2 separate regions of the Mus musculus genome follow, and region 2 is linked to region 1. A link is a contact called in public Hi-C data. All regions are on one chromosome and are shown on one strand. Each heading gives the region's core, a stretch centred on a gene start, on an enhancer-like site or on the middle of the called end of the contact. The rest is flanking DNA. Distances are from core to core; before and after follow the strand shown.

Evidence for each region. A called contact is a pair of places that touch in the nucleus more often than the background predicts.
Region 2: a Hi-C map of liver shows a contact between it and region 1, with 2.1 times the contacts expected there. The contact joins two enhancer-like sites. A contact is called at or near these places in 1 of 484 Hi-C or Micro-C datasets (liver), 1 of 115 datasets of contacts at active chromatin or transcription factors (embryonic stem cells) and 2 of 9 other capture datasets (adipose tissue and liver).

The regions. Positions count from the first base shown.
Region 1 is chr10:75,699,155-75,706,173 of GRCm38.p6, reverse strand. It overlaps Cabin1 (calcineurin binding protein 1), which reads left to right. Exons shown (of 37, transcript NM_172549.3): 27 at 6,079-6,261. Gm40696 (a long non-coding RNA gene) reads right to left here. Exons shown (of 3, transcript XR_871835.3): 2 at 6,419-7,019. Among named protein-coding and RNA genes, the nearest start is that of Gm40696, 5.5 kb to the right of the region's middle. Within about 2 kb of position 1,758, at least 131 of the 459 cell types and tissues checked have an H3K27ac peak or open chromatin away from gene starts, as enhancers often do. A contact at or near this core is called in liver, where this site is marked.
Region 2 is chr10:75,881,346-75,888,876 of GRCm38.p6, reverse strand. No RefSeq gene overlaps it. Among named protein-coding and RNA genes, the nearest start is that of Derl3, 8.3 kb to the left of the region's middle. Within about 2 kb of position 5,491, at least 73 of the 459 cell types and tissues checked have an H3K27ac peak or open chromatin away from gene starts, as enhancers often do. A contact at or near this core is called in liver, where this site is marked.

The DNA of each region.
Region 1 (7,019 bases), core at 509-3,008:
GATATGGCTCCCTGGGAGAGGGGATGGGGAGGCTCTGTATGCATGCACACTACAGCAACCTACTTATCTATTTATATTTTAAAGTCAGATCCTGACAGGTAGCGCAGGCTGGCTCCTGCCTTAGCTTCCTGAGTGCAGGGATTATAGTTGTATACCACAGGCTAGGCTTCTGGGTATCTTCTAAGAGTTTTTCATTCGTCTTTACCCTATGGCTCTGAAAGAAGGGAAACTTGGCTTCCTCTGGCCAGTTGGGTACTTGATGTGGAACCATGTGTGTCTTCTTGGACTTTGTAATCAGGATTATCTTACCCACCATTTCATACTCACCAGACCTGCAGGAACAGAGAAAAACAAAATCCTGAACTTTGCAACCTCTTAACGTATCTTATTTGAAGAAATTCACCTTTGCTGAGTGTGGTGACACTTGCCTGCAATCCCAGAAATCAAGAGCCTGAAGTAGGAGGATCCCAAGGCCCAGGGCTGTGTAGTAACGTTCTTACTGCAAAGGAGGAGAAGGAGGAGGGGGATGGGGTAGCAAGACAGAGGGAGGGCTCATTAGGAAAAGACACATACTATGCCTGAGGGACCTTCCACGTACACACAATGCTCGCATTGCATTCACATGTATACAATGAAGAGAAAAGAAGTTGCAATTTAAAGTTTCTAATCTTGGGCCTGGAGAAGATGGCTCAGAGAATAAGAGCACTTGCCTTTCTTCCAGGGGACTTAGATCAATCCTCAGCACCCGTGTTACATGGCTCACAACCTCCTCTAGCTCCAGCTTCAGGGGATTCAACACTCTGGCCTCTACACATAATTTAAAAAATACAAGTCTTTCATGCCTTTAGTCTTGGAAGAAGCAGGACAGGAGAAGATACTTACCCTCTTTCTAGCCAAGGATGACTTGGCTAGTTTCTGATGCTCTTGCCTCTCCTAGTGGGTATGGGAGTTACTAGTTTATGTGGTGCTGAGAATTGAGCCTAGGGCTTTATGCATGCCAGATAGAAATCCTAATGACTGGCCTACATCTACTGACCTATGTCGATGGCCATTGCCGTCTTCTATTTCTAATACATGTAAGCCCCCAGCATCCCACGAGCAGGCAGCAGCCTGCCCTGCTGGCTCCGGCTTCCTAGTCTTTGTTGTGTACAACCTTTAACCCCCGGCACTGTCCAGCACTGTGACCTTTAGGTGTTGCCACAGGACTGTGGTGATTCTGGCTCCATTAGCTGTGCTTTTATTAGGGCTGCTTTATACTGTGTTCATCCCTGAGGAGAGAACTGGAGCTACCACAACATCCTCAGTAGCGGTGGCAGCCTGAGCTCTGCCAGCTCTCAGAGCTTCTCACGCATGTGAGAGGTTGGGGAAGTGCATCCCCAGGCTGTCCAGCCTGGCCCCTCCCCTGTGGCTGCTGTGCCTCTCATGGCATTTTAAGAGGCTTAAGAGTGTTCTCTCTGCGGGGTGTTGCTTTTCAGTGGAGCACAACCCTCCGTTCCATCATCTCTTCTTGCCCACAGCATTCCCGTTATAGTCTGGCTGTCTTCCCCATGTTGCTTGTGGATCCGTGGTCCCCTCGTGTTGAAGCATTGCGCAGGCATTAGCTCATTAGGAGTAAATACCCATTTGCTCAAGTCAATCCTCTGTTTTTACAATGATCACAGCTGGGATTCCACCAAACTGGCAATTCCTTTAGGCTGCGAGCCTAACAGCTTGAGAGCCAGTGAGCTAGTGAGGCATTGTGCCAGTGGTGAGATCATCCTGGCAAAGCCTGGATGCTTTCCTGAAGCTCAGTGTTGGTTGGCTATGCTTCTCAGTCTGCAGTCCCCACAGCGTGTTTCCTGTTGCCTGAGATGAGCTGGCCCTGGCCTGGCTCTCTTGGGGATGCTAACAGCAAGGGCATGGCTGCCATCTTCTGGAGACTTTCAGGCCTCTCTGGCATTGCCCAAGCTATTCATGTTTCTGTCTAGGCCAGTGCGAATGCTGTGGGATGGGATAGGTCATTATGCTGTCATTAGCGTGTGTGAGGGGGTAGAGCCTGTGGAGATCCCATGTTCAGGAATAAGGATGCTTGTGTTAAGAAACATGAAATGGGAGCCCTAAGGCAGTAGACTTACTCAGCCATGTTTGTCTAGCATGTCAGTAGCAGATATGAGATTGGAATGTGCACCAAAGACCCTTTAGTTCAAAGTTCTTCAACAAGGGCTAGCAAGATAGAGCAGGTAAAGGCACTCGCTAAGCAAGCCTGTTCCCTGAGGCCTGTGCCTGGAGTCCTCATGTAGATGGAGGAGATGACTGATGAAAGCATTGTCCTCTGGCCTCTGTAATGCTGTGGTTCTCCCCCATGTATCCATTATACTGACTTTTTATATGATTACTGTAAGTGTAATTAATAATGGTCACCATTTCTCAATATTCTCTTTCTACGGAGACAGCAATGGGCTATCAGTCCTGCAGAGGGAGCAGTGGTCCCTTACAGTGGAGACCCAAGATGGAGTTTCTTCTGAGTGTAGCAGGCCTGGCCTTTATCCCTCACTCAGGACTTAGGAAGCCCCATGCCTGACCCTGAAAGTAAGGAAGAGCTTTTTATCAAGTAAGACAATTCCAGCTTTGGTCTCTTCTGTGGCCCAAATCCTCTGTTTTTATTACATCTGGCCAGCTGAACTTAGGAGCTATCACTCACTGGGCTGTGGACCTGACAGCCGTCTCTACTGTGCTACGTGTTGACACCTCCGTCTCATGGCCAGAGCAGCAGAGCAGGTATTGGAGGTCAGAGCTAGTTCTCAGTGTTCCTCTGCAAGTCTCTCTCTTGGCTTGAGGTCAGTGATTGGGCACTGGTTAAGAAAGGGCACCCGTAACCCACTGCAGTGTGGCTCAGCAAAACTATTCAGAATAAAATGTCTGATGGTTAGTGTGTGGCATTACTGATAAATCGTACCTAGTCTCTGTAACAATTAGGAATGGATAATTGGGCTGACATTTTTATGGGTGCCAGGTATTGCACAGGCACCTGTGTTTAATGACCTGTGTAATCATAATGACAGTTTTGGAAATGGTCACTGTTCTTTAGTTTTACATAGAGGGGAACCAAAGTGCAAATCACTGTGGCATGGATTTTAGGTTTTCCAGGCTCGAACAAAGGAGCAGGATTTCAGCACTGACAGTCTGCCCTGCCAGGCTCCGGGCTTTCTACTTTTTGTAAACAATTCCACCTTGTTTCCCATTTTCCCACCAAGTAGCTTGTACAATCCCCTGGGATTACCTGCTGATACAGTCACCAGTGTTTGATGTCTAAGGTTCTGAAGGAGGACTGGGAGGGCCACAGTGGGGCTGTGTCTGCCTCTGCCCCATCTCAGCATAGCTGGTCAGTGACAGGGTGAATTTGGACTTGGCTCTCTAGATCCCTACTTCACCCTCAGATACCCAAACTACTTTATCACTTATTCACTGATTGCACAAATGTGGTTTGTGCCTTCCGGCTAACAGTGACACCATTAGTCACCACCAACCTGAAGACACTGCACTTCTTCACAGCACTGTAAGGGTCTTCCGGCTTCTTGTGGTTTTTATGCATTTTACTTTTGTGTGTTTTAGAAGGCTTCATGCTTTGCTGCTACTTTAGTTTAGGTTTAGTTTAGTTTTGACACCAGGTCTTGTGTTCTCCCTCATCAGTGCTGGCCTTACAGCTGAGCAGCAGCACACACACCTGGTAGAAGAAGGCCTTTTACAAAGTTTATCATCACCTCAGCCAGTTCTAGAGAGCTCACTTTTATTATACAGGTCCAGCTTTCTGTCTGGGTCCATATTCATTCTACCTTAACATTTCATGACTCATACTTACTGATAATAAATTTACTTATTATTTCAAAAAGGTCTTCATTTACTCTTACCTTGTAGAAAATTATTTTTACTGACTCAAAAATCTGGATTTCTCCTCCTGCCCCGATGTTAAGCTATTATCTAGTACATGCTTTCTGATCAAAAGTTGTTGTTGTTTTAATTTCTTAACCTTAAAAAAGATTTATTGATTTATTTAATGTGTGTGAGTGTTCTGCCTGGCCTTCGGTGTCAGACCTTGTGTGATCCCTCCATCATGTGTAGAGGGTGTGCTTTCTGAGGTTCTTAATGCCTCTGTGTTTTATGATTTTTGGAAAAGTCTTGGTTATCCTGTGTTTTAATTCTTGCAGTGCTGGGAGTAAACCCAGGGCTTTGCATATGCTGAACAAATGCTCCTCTCTCATTTCTGAGATTCTGAGTAGTGGTTAGGCCATTCACGTGCTCTGGTCTGCTTTGCCACCCCACCCCTTCAATTTGGATTGTTTATATTCAGTTAATTTCAAGTTTTGTTTTACCAAGAATTAATTTTTTTCTGCATGTGTGAACATTTTGCTTGCATGTATAAATATGCACAGTATGTGAGCACCCCATACCCAGAGACGAGAGAGAGTGCTAGATCCCCTGGATCTGGTGGGTTTGAGCCACTGTGTGGGTGCTAGCAGCCAGACTCAGGTCCAATGTAAGAATTTCAGTGCTTCCTCTGAAGCTCTGAGCCGTCTTCTCAGCCCTCTAGTTTAAGTTTTGATCCTTCATCCTTGTTATGTCAAGTCTGCTGAGAAGCCTGGCCAGAAGCGTCATCTCATTTCTCGTTACTGTTTGTTTATTTCTAGAAACTACATTTGACTCTTCTTTATAATTTCCAGCTCACTCCTGAAATTTACCATCTGTCCGTGGGTAGTGTGCAGATTTTCCACTATAGCTTTAACATCCTAATTATAGCTATGCATCACATTAATCGTTGCTATTTTAAATAGCCAGTGATCATCTCCAATTCTAGTTCTGTTATTTTGCCTCTTTACAGTATGCGTTTTTGTTTGTTTCTTAATGCATGTGCATATGTCTTATAATTTTATAGTGAATACTAGCTAGATACCACATGTAGGACCACAGAAACTAACTGAAATAAATAATATTTACTCCTGGAGTAGATGTACCTGTCCTGCTTTTGGGCCTCCAAGCAAGGCTGCAGTCTGTTGTTGCTATGATTGCCTTCATTGTGCTGCTAGCTTTGTGTTTTCTCCAGATGAGGCTTTGCTCAGCCTTCGAGCTCTTTTCTCTGCTTTCGGCCTTTCAGGCTCTCCCTGCTTGCTTCTCTTTCCTGCAGCAGAGTCGGCTCTGCTTGTTTTGCTAGTGGGTACTTGCTGGCTGTCCTGGGGCAGAGTTAAGTATAGCTTTCTTCTGTTGATTAAGAAGGCTCTATGGCCCTGCATCTCCGGTACAGCTTTCTTAGTGACCCCGTCCCTCCCTAGTGGTAGGTTTCCTGCTTTTTTTTTTATATCAAAAAGTCTTCCTTTTTCCTTGCCCTGTATCCTGGAAGCAGCAAGGTTTGCTGCCTGACCCCAAAACTGGAGGTTTTGTCCCTTAGGGATGAAGGGTCCAGACGAGCTTCCTATCTTTTAAGCTCTCCCTCCTCCCGAGGCCTGCATTCTCTACACTCCTCCTAGCCCTGCCTCTAGTCTTCCTCCTAGAGTGCCTGTGGACACTTGAGAAGAACAGCCAGGGAGTGAGTACAAACTGCCTTTGTGTCCAAGACTCAAAGGAGTCTACACTCTTTGTTCTAGAAAGTACATCTGCCTAAAAATAGTTGCTGGTTCGTTTTGTTTTATTTTGTGGCCACTGGGCCTTCTTTTAAGTCTGTATGGCAGCAGCACTACTCAGTGGAGACCAGTCTGTCTCTTCTCAACTGCATACCTCCCTGCAGCATGTTGGTGACTTGAAATCAGCCATAGTAGGGATATCCCCACAGTATACAAAGCACATTGGGGTTTTTCCCACAGGAGCCAGTTGTTGAGTTTGCCAGATTACTCTTTGGAGAAACTCCGGAAGGTTGACCATAGAGTTTGGTGCCTTTTGTAAGTGGCTCAGCCTCTTGGGTAGGTTGGGCTCAGCAGGGTTAGAGTGGTGCGCTAAGAATGCTCTGCTGTAGGACAGTCCTGGGCTGTGTGGGAATCTAGCCCTGGTAGACCTTCTCTGCCAGGGGTGGTGTGAGTTTATGTTCCTGCCTTCTCCCCCTCCTTTCTTCAGACCGAAGCCAGGACAGCACAGCTGTGGCACTGTCAGACTCCAGCTCAACACAGGACTTCTTTAATGAGCCCACAAGTTTGCTGGAAGGTTCTCGAAAGCTCTTTCCAGAGAAGAGGCTGTCTGGGCTCAGTGCTCAAGCAGGACCAAGTGGTAAAGATCTTCCGGGGCCCACAGAAGAAAGAGGTAAGAAGCCTAACGTGCTAGATTGGGCCAGCTTTGATCGCCTAGGGCAGTCCAGGAAGACCTGAGACTCTGGGTCCTGGAGAAGCCTTGACTCGGCTTAGCTTCCATCTTAATGCTTCTGCTTTCCCCCCAGATTGTTCCTTGAGAAGTTACTTACCTCTCTGGGCCTCTGTTTGCCCTGTAGGAGAGAAGTGGTCCAGCGCCAAACCCCAGCAGTTGTGAGGATTAAATAAGGCAGCTTTTGAAGATGCTCTGTGACACTTGTCACACAGTGATGACACATTTCCCTGTTTGGGAAAGCCATGTTCACAATGTTAGTGTAGTATGTCGGCCCCCGCCTTCGTGAATGAACGGTTATCAGAGAAAGGCTTGGCATTCTGAATGTCACAAATATGTTTTCCTTTTAGCCTGAATCATATCAGACTTCTTGGGAAATCTGCCTTTTTTGGGCAGAGAGCACTGATCTAAGCCTGGGATATGCCCAGCTCCCTTGGGATCCCTGGGTCTCCTGTGTGGCAATCTACAGAGCCTCGCTTCTAAGTTTGTAGTGTGATTATAGGCAGGCTGAGGCATCCCTGCTGCCACTCCTAGACTGTGGCTAGTTAGCTGTAGATTCTGAAAGCTTCCATTTCTGTTTTGTATGTGGTGTGGGTGTGTGATGTGCCGGTGTGAATGTGCATGGCACACAGGTGGAGATCAGAGGACAGGTCTTCACCTTCAGCCTTGTCTGAGCAGGGTCTTTTTGTTGCTAGCTGACC
Region 2 (7,531 bases), core at 4,242-6,741, 180 kb before region 1:
TGCCTCCCAAATAGATATGCAAACACACAGCCACTCATCTTACAGGTCCTGTCAAGAGCCAGGGATTTGGTAGCCTCTCCTAGAGGTCTCTTCTGTTCATCAGAGGGCCCCCTTTTCTTGGGGCTTGAGTATACAGGACCCACCCCTTCCATCTTGGTTAGCGAGCCTCCATCACAGCTCTAGGAAGCCCCACCCACAAATGGCTAGACCCCTTGTCGGCCCTTCCTTGTGGGTTATGGGGTATTTTTAGCTGTGTAAGGGCTAGACCTCAGAGCCAGCCTCCCTCTGGGCTTGGTTGCTGTCTCCAGACTTTCCAGGAATGTCTGGGCCCCTGGGTAGGATGGGCATGAGGAGGAAAGACCCTGTGCTCGCTAGTTTTATGTCAACTTGACACAAGCTGGGAAGACAGGATCCTGATTGAAAAGATGCCTCCATAGGCACCCCTGGGCATATGGTCCCTGGGATGCAGTCTCTGGGTCTTACTTGGGTTTGTTTTCTCTGCCAGCTAAAGAATGGAAAAGGCAGGGGAAATCTGGGATGCAGTGGGGGGCAGCAGAGAAATCTCAGAGGCAGACAGATGGGAGCAGAGCCATGAGGGCAGAGAAGGACAGAAAGAGGAAGAGAGAGACTGCCAGGAACACGTGGGAACAAAGAGAGAGAGAGAGACCGGAACAGGCAAGCAGCCCATTTATATACTACCTATACCTGCTGGCAGGTAATGGGCATCTGCTGAGAGAAGGTACTCACATACAAGAATGCAGCCTTCAGATCCTCAGGCAATAACTGTTGTCCCAAATCCCTGGGTTTTACCTCCCTCACCTCCCCACCCCCACCTTCCCCACCTCCCCACCCCACCTTCCCCTCCAAATGTAAAACTCAGCTGTACTTTTAGAACAGCCCACAATGGACATTCCCTCTTCGAGTTTTGTTTCCTTTTGTTTGAGACTAGGTCTCAGCCAGGCAGTGGTGGTGCACGCCTTTAATCCCAGCACTTGGGAGGCAGAGGAAGGCGGATCTCTGAGTTCGAGGCCAGCCTGGTCTACAAAGTGAGTTCCAGGACAGCCAGGGCTACACAGAGAAACCCTGTCTCGAAAAAACCAAAACCAAAACCAAAACCAAAAAAAAAAAAAAAAAAAAAAAGACCACATGGTGGGTGGCTCACAACCATCTGTAATAGGATCAGATGCCCTCTTCTGGTGTGTCTGAAGACAGCTACAGTATGTATTCATATGCATAAAATAAATAAATATACCTTTAAAAAAAGAGAGAGAGAGACTGGGTCTCTCTATGTAGTCCTGGCTAACCTGGAACTCACTCTGTACATCAGGCTAGTCTCAAACTTATGGCGAGAGAGAGCCACTTGCCTCTACCTCCCAAGTGCTGTGATTTAAGGTATTTGCTGCCACAGCCGGGGCACATTTTCTCCTCCTAATTATGCTGGTTTCAAATCTCCCTATTTCAATCAGCCCCATTGTTTAGTCCTCAAATATCAAAGAACATCCAGGAGGTTGAGTTTATTTATTTTTTTCTTTTTGTCTTAAGCCATTAAGTTGAAAATAAGATCCAGAACTCGAGTGAACATACGCCAGCTCCTGAGAGGAGAAGAAAGTTGACTTTGGGTTAGGAGCTGCCCGCAGGCCTTGGTCACCCTCATCTCCAACCTGGATTGAAATATGTATCAGCTGTTTAATACCCACAACTTGAGTCTGTCTGAGAAGTCTGTCTGAAAAGGGCATCAGCGGGGCTTGGTATCCCCAGGAGGCTTGGTACTGGCACACACAGGGACCGGAGGGCATAACATCTGTGCACTGGGCCAGTCACTTCTTTGTGTCTCTATTTTCCAGGTGAGCAAACAGAGAGCAGGATAGGGCAGGCGCGCCTGAGAGCTGTAAGGAGCCCCACTGGTATCGCCATAGCCAGCCCTGTGGCCGGCCTGCTATGCTTACAGGTGTCCTCACTTGTGTGGTTGCCAGAACTCCTGTTCTTCACCTTGGGTTGGAATTGGGGGAAGGAGGGGACATAGAAGGCTGCAGTGGGGAGGGATTTTGCACTTCCTCCAGGCCACAGCAGAATACAGAGGCAGAGATGAGGGACTAAGAGGCAAGGCTACAACTCCGCTCACTGAGGATGACAGGCAAGCATTTGGACCCCTGTACCGGCTGGTTCTTGTGTCAACTGGACACAAGCTGGAGTTATCACAGAGAAAGGAGCCTCCCTTGAGGAAAGACCTCCATGAGATCCAGCTGTAAGGCATTTTCTCAATTAGTGATCAGGGTGGGAGGGCCCATGGTGGGTGGTGCCATCCCTGGGCTGGAAGTCTTGGGTTCTATAAGAGAGCAAGCTGAGCAAGCCAGGAGAAGCAAGCCAGTAATTAACATCCCTCCATGGGCTCTGTATCAGCTCCTGCTTCCTGACCTGTTTGAGTTCCAGTCCTGACTTCCTTTGGTGATGAACAGCAATGTAGAAGTGTAAGCTGAATAAACCCTTTCCTCCCCAACTTGCTTCTTGGTCATGATGTTTTGTGGGGGAATAGAAACCCTGACTGAGACACACACAAACAAACAAACACACACACACACACACACACACACACACCAGGCTATCTTTAGTTCTTTTACTAGCCATTCCTTGCTTATCTCTGTACCTGACATAACAGACTCTTGACTACCAGGTAAAACCTTTAGTATAATTCTTAACATGCTTTGAACTTCCACTTACCCAAAGGCTAAGACTGGCACCCGGTAGCATCTAAAACCAATGAGTGACTTCCTGAGATCCCAGTCCTGTTTCCTGAACCTTTCCAGGGAGATGTGAACAATTGCCTAATCCCCCCATCGAAGACCAAAGTATGATCTACCAGAGTCCCCCTGGGGCAAACCAACGAGTTCATTTGAGTTACAGAGTATGGAGGAGGGGCTGCCTACTGGAGTATCGTGACCCCAAAGCACCCAGTGGCAACCCTCACCCAGTGTGGAAGGACCTCTCCACACCTGCAGAGACGGAGTCCCCTCAGTTAACCTCTGTGTTCTATGTACACTGTAGCTCCCAGGACCACACACACAGGGGCACAGGTACATACATCTGGGACAAGAGGCATAGAGAGTGACAGGAATCTCAGCTGGGGGCTAATGACCCTCCCCTTTTCTTCTGGGAGCGGGGGACACAGGCTCAGTCTTGAGGGTCTGTTACAAGCAGTAGCAGCTGCTCTGGTGATAATTGTTGTTATGCTTGTTTAAAGATTGATTGATTGATTGATTAATGATTGATTTTATGTATATAAGTACATTGTAGCTGTCTTCAGACACACCAGAAGAGGGCATCAGATCCCATTACAGATGGTTGTGAGCCACCATGTAGTTGCTGGGAATTGAACTCAAGACCTCTGGAAGAGCAGTCAGTGCTCTTAACCTCTGAGCTACCTTTTCACTCACCACTATACCCCTACTCCCCCACCAGTCCTGCCCCTTTTTTGAGACAAGGTTTCTCTGTGTAATTTTGACTGTTCTGGAACTCGCTCTGTAGACCAGGCTGGTCTCAAATTCAGAGATCCACCAGCCTCTGCCTTCTCAGTGCTGAGATTTAAAGTATGTGCCACCACCACCTGGCCACACATAGAACAGCTTCTTGTTAGAAAATATTCAGGGAAATCTGAAATCTATGTTCACAAAACATGGTCATTTTTGTATTTGACTTAGAGTAATCTCTCACTCCCTTTGGGGTGAAAGCTAGGCTTTGACAGCTTTGGTGCTCAATCTGGGGTCCTAAGAACATCATTTTCATTAGAGGAGTCGCCCAAATCAGGGCCATGTGCCAGTACAGGCCTTTGTGCCCAAATGACCGTTTTGCTTCCTCAGGTTGGCAAACTTTCTGGAGCCTGGACATCACTTTGGTCTGACCAGTAGCCACTGGTCTGTGGGGATGGCTAATGAGCTGGTTAGGCGTTCCCGCACTGAGAACACTAGTTTGGCCAGAGCGGTCTCAGAGCATTTCTGTCTGTACAGGTGAACAGGAGCATTCGTCTTTTAGTTTACAAATGTATGACATACATGATCATCACAACACATTAACCTGAAGGTCCTTGGCCGTAGGACTAAGGATGCGTCATGGGCAGCCTACTCTAATTGAGACTTAAAAGCATGGACGACCCCAGGCATGGTAGCACAGGCCTGGAATCCCAGCACAGGCACACGAAGCATGCATATGCCACGGGGCCTATGTGGAGGGGAGAAGGTAACTTTCTACAGTCAGTTCTAGCCTTCTGTCAGATTCCAGTGATCGAACCCAGGTCGTTAGGCTTGTGTGGCAACCCACTGAGCAGTCTTGACAGCCTACGCAATCAATCACTCACTCAGAAATCCTCCTGTCTCTGCCTCCTAAGTGCTGGGATTAAAGGCATGCGTCTCCATGCCTGGCGCAGGCGGATTTCTGAGTTCAAGGCCAGCCTGGTCTACAGAGTGAGTTCCAGGACAGCCAGGGCTACACAGAGAAACCCTGTCTTGAAAAAACAAACAACAACAATAAATGTGGCTGAATACCTCAAAACATAGGACCTAACCAGAGCAATCAGTCATATAGATTCTAATTATAGGGTAACTTAACTTGATGACTCAGATTCCTGATGATGTGCCTGCTAACTAGCAGCCGGCTTGGAAGACTCCAAGGAGCCCTGTGGCAAAGTCAGACCTGGACCTGCCTTTGAGCAATTTCCCCATCAGTTCCTATTAGACAACCCAAACACTTTGGCTTGACTCTTCTTATCCAAATTATACAAAGCAGTCAGTTTCCAGAGAGTGTGGCACTGATGGTTATTATTTTGTTTTGTTTTTTTTTAAGGTTTATTATTTATTTTATGTATGTGAATACACTTGTCATGGTCTTCAGACACACCAGAAGAGGGCATCAGATCCTATTACAGATGGTTGTGAGCCACCATGTGGTTTCTGGGAATTGAACTCAGGACTTCTGGAAGAGCAGTCAGTGCTCTTAACCACTGAGCCATCTCTCCAGCCCTTGTTTGTTTGTTTGTTTGTTTGTTTGTTTTTTAGTTGGCCAAAATCCAGGGCCCAAAGAAGCTTGGAAGGAGTTTTAAGTGCTGCACTAGGAATTTTAAGACACTTAAACCCAGCACTCAGGAGGCAGCAGGCGGATTTCTGAGTTTGGTTCGAGGCCAGCCTGGTCTACAAAGTGAGTTCCAGGACAGCCAGGGCTATACAGAGAAACCCTGTCTCAAAAAAAAAAAAAAAAAAAAAAAAAAAGACACGATAAATTTCCAAAAAAAATCAAAAACATACCTTTTTAAAAATTAATCTGACCCTGTCTTGAAAAAAAAAATTAATCTGAGTACTGGAGGTAATTCAGAAGTTAAAGGTGCTTGTTGCCAATTCTGATGGCCTGACACACACACACACACACACACACACACACACACACACACACACACCACAAAGTCTGACTTCTGCAGAATATGTAGTGTGTCGCCTCCTGGCGACAAAAGTGTATGCGCCGCGTGGGAAATCTCCAGAGTTAAATCAGGACGGGGTGGAGCAGAGCTGAGGAGAGCAGGTTCCTGGCAGAATCCGTGGCCAATCCTGGCTGAGCTCCTGCAGCCGCGCGGGGGTGGGCTCCTAGTCTAAGTCCCTGGAGGAGATACCGAAGAGTAGAGTGGCAGAGGGACCGGTGAGAGGAAGGACTGGAACCTATTTGGCTAATGGGTTACCTTTAATACGAGCTGCCCTCTACTGTTCCCGCTGTGTGCCCGCTCTGGGCCTCAATTAGTCTGTTTGATTAAAGAGCCCAGAAAAAAATAGTGGAAGGCAAGAAAGAGAGCAAATTCTGACCTCAGTAAACGGGCCTGCGTTTATTAGCACAGCAGCGAGGGGCCCCAACTTTCTACCCCAGAATGGAAGTTGTACTAAGGGGAAGGAGCTAGCTGATCAGGACCCTTAGAGGAATTGGCCCTGGGCTTAGGTGTCGGGGAAATAGAGGGTACTGCAGATCAAGACAGGTTTGAGGAATTTGTAATCTCTTATTTATTAATTAAAAAAATTAATTGCTTGCTCAGACAAAGCAGACTGTTTTGAGAACTAACTCAATAAACAATTCTCGCTGAGATAAAGATATGGCTGACCAGGTGGTCTCAGCACAGTGATTTCTGGATTTCTACAGCTGGGGGAGTCTATCCTCTCATTCACCATCTGCAGACTAGGTAATCCTAGCTGGTAGGAGGGGCCAGGAGCTGTCGGTGGGCTTTGTACCTCCATTCTCAGCCTTCTCCCTGGGTAAAAACATTACGTGAGTATCCAATGAGTATCCAATCCTGGAAGCCGAGGCTTAGGAGTGTGCGGGGTGGGGGTGGGGGTGGGGGTGGGGGTGGGAGGGGTGGGTTGACTTCAACTGTAAACAAAGCTTGCCGGGTTGCCAGGCTGGCTTTGCCATTTGGGTAAGACCAGCTCTGATCTAACCGGTTGCAGGCAGCGTAGGGTTGACCTCAAGGTTTTCTGGATACAGAAGGCCGAGCCACCCACTCGTGGGTCGTTGAGGACTAAAAACCGAAGAACCGACGCCGGTGCCAAGGGGCTATCGAGACAGCTATGATGACAACGTCCCTACCCTGTCGGTTAATGTTTGCCGAGGCCGAACCTTGCACTTGCTAGCGAAAGGTTGAGGGAAGAGGGCTTGCACACATCAGACCCGTGACACTGTGGGGCTATTTCAGGGCACCCGAGAAATATCTTTGAGGAGGGGAGAACTAAAGAAACCAGTTATCCCTATAGCAGTGATGGGAACAAGGGCATATGCATCTGCCCCACCCAAGGGTTTCTTTCCCTTCATATGCAAAGGATCTTCAAATAATGTAAGAATGAATGTCTGCAAGCTGCTGACCTGGGAGCTCCGTTCCCTTCCTTCTCCCCACCCCCTCTTGGTTTTGTTTTTTGTTTTTCTCTGTTCTTGTGACCCAAGTGTCTGTGTAGCCTAGGCCGACCTTGAGCTGCTGCCTCCAGCTCTCCACTGTTCGCCTTAAAGGTGTGTGCCACCACCAGGCCTGGCTTCCTTCCAACTTTAATGCCCCTATGTTGATGATTTTACCCACTGCACATACTCTCTCTGTGTTCCAGTGGAGGGTTATTCTATTATATACCAAAGTTTATTTCTTCTCTGTTTGCTTGATGATTGACAGCTGAGTTGTTTCCAGCTTTCCTAGGCTACAAACAATGCTGCCTTTGTGAAGAGTTCTTGCACATAGGGGTAACAGTTTCTCCAAGGCAAACCAAAGATCTGCTGGGGGTTGCTGGTTCAGAGCTATTTACAACCTGAATTTGCCAACACCCAAACTTCTCTCCTGGGCTGCTATACCAACTTATGTTTCCCTGGTCAGCAAAGCAGCAGCGACTTTAGCTCATCACCGCTGTTGGCACAAAACCACAGTTCTCATCTCAGACGGGGTCAGGGATAGCCTGTTCTGCAGGCACATATGAGTAATGTGGGCTGGGAACGCAGACAGATTCAGGTCTGAACAAATACCATGTTCTGC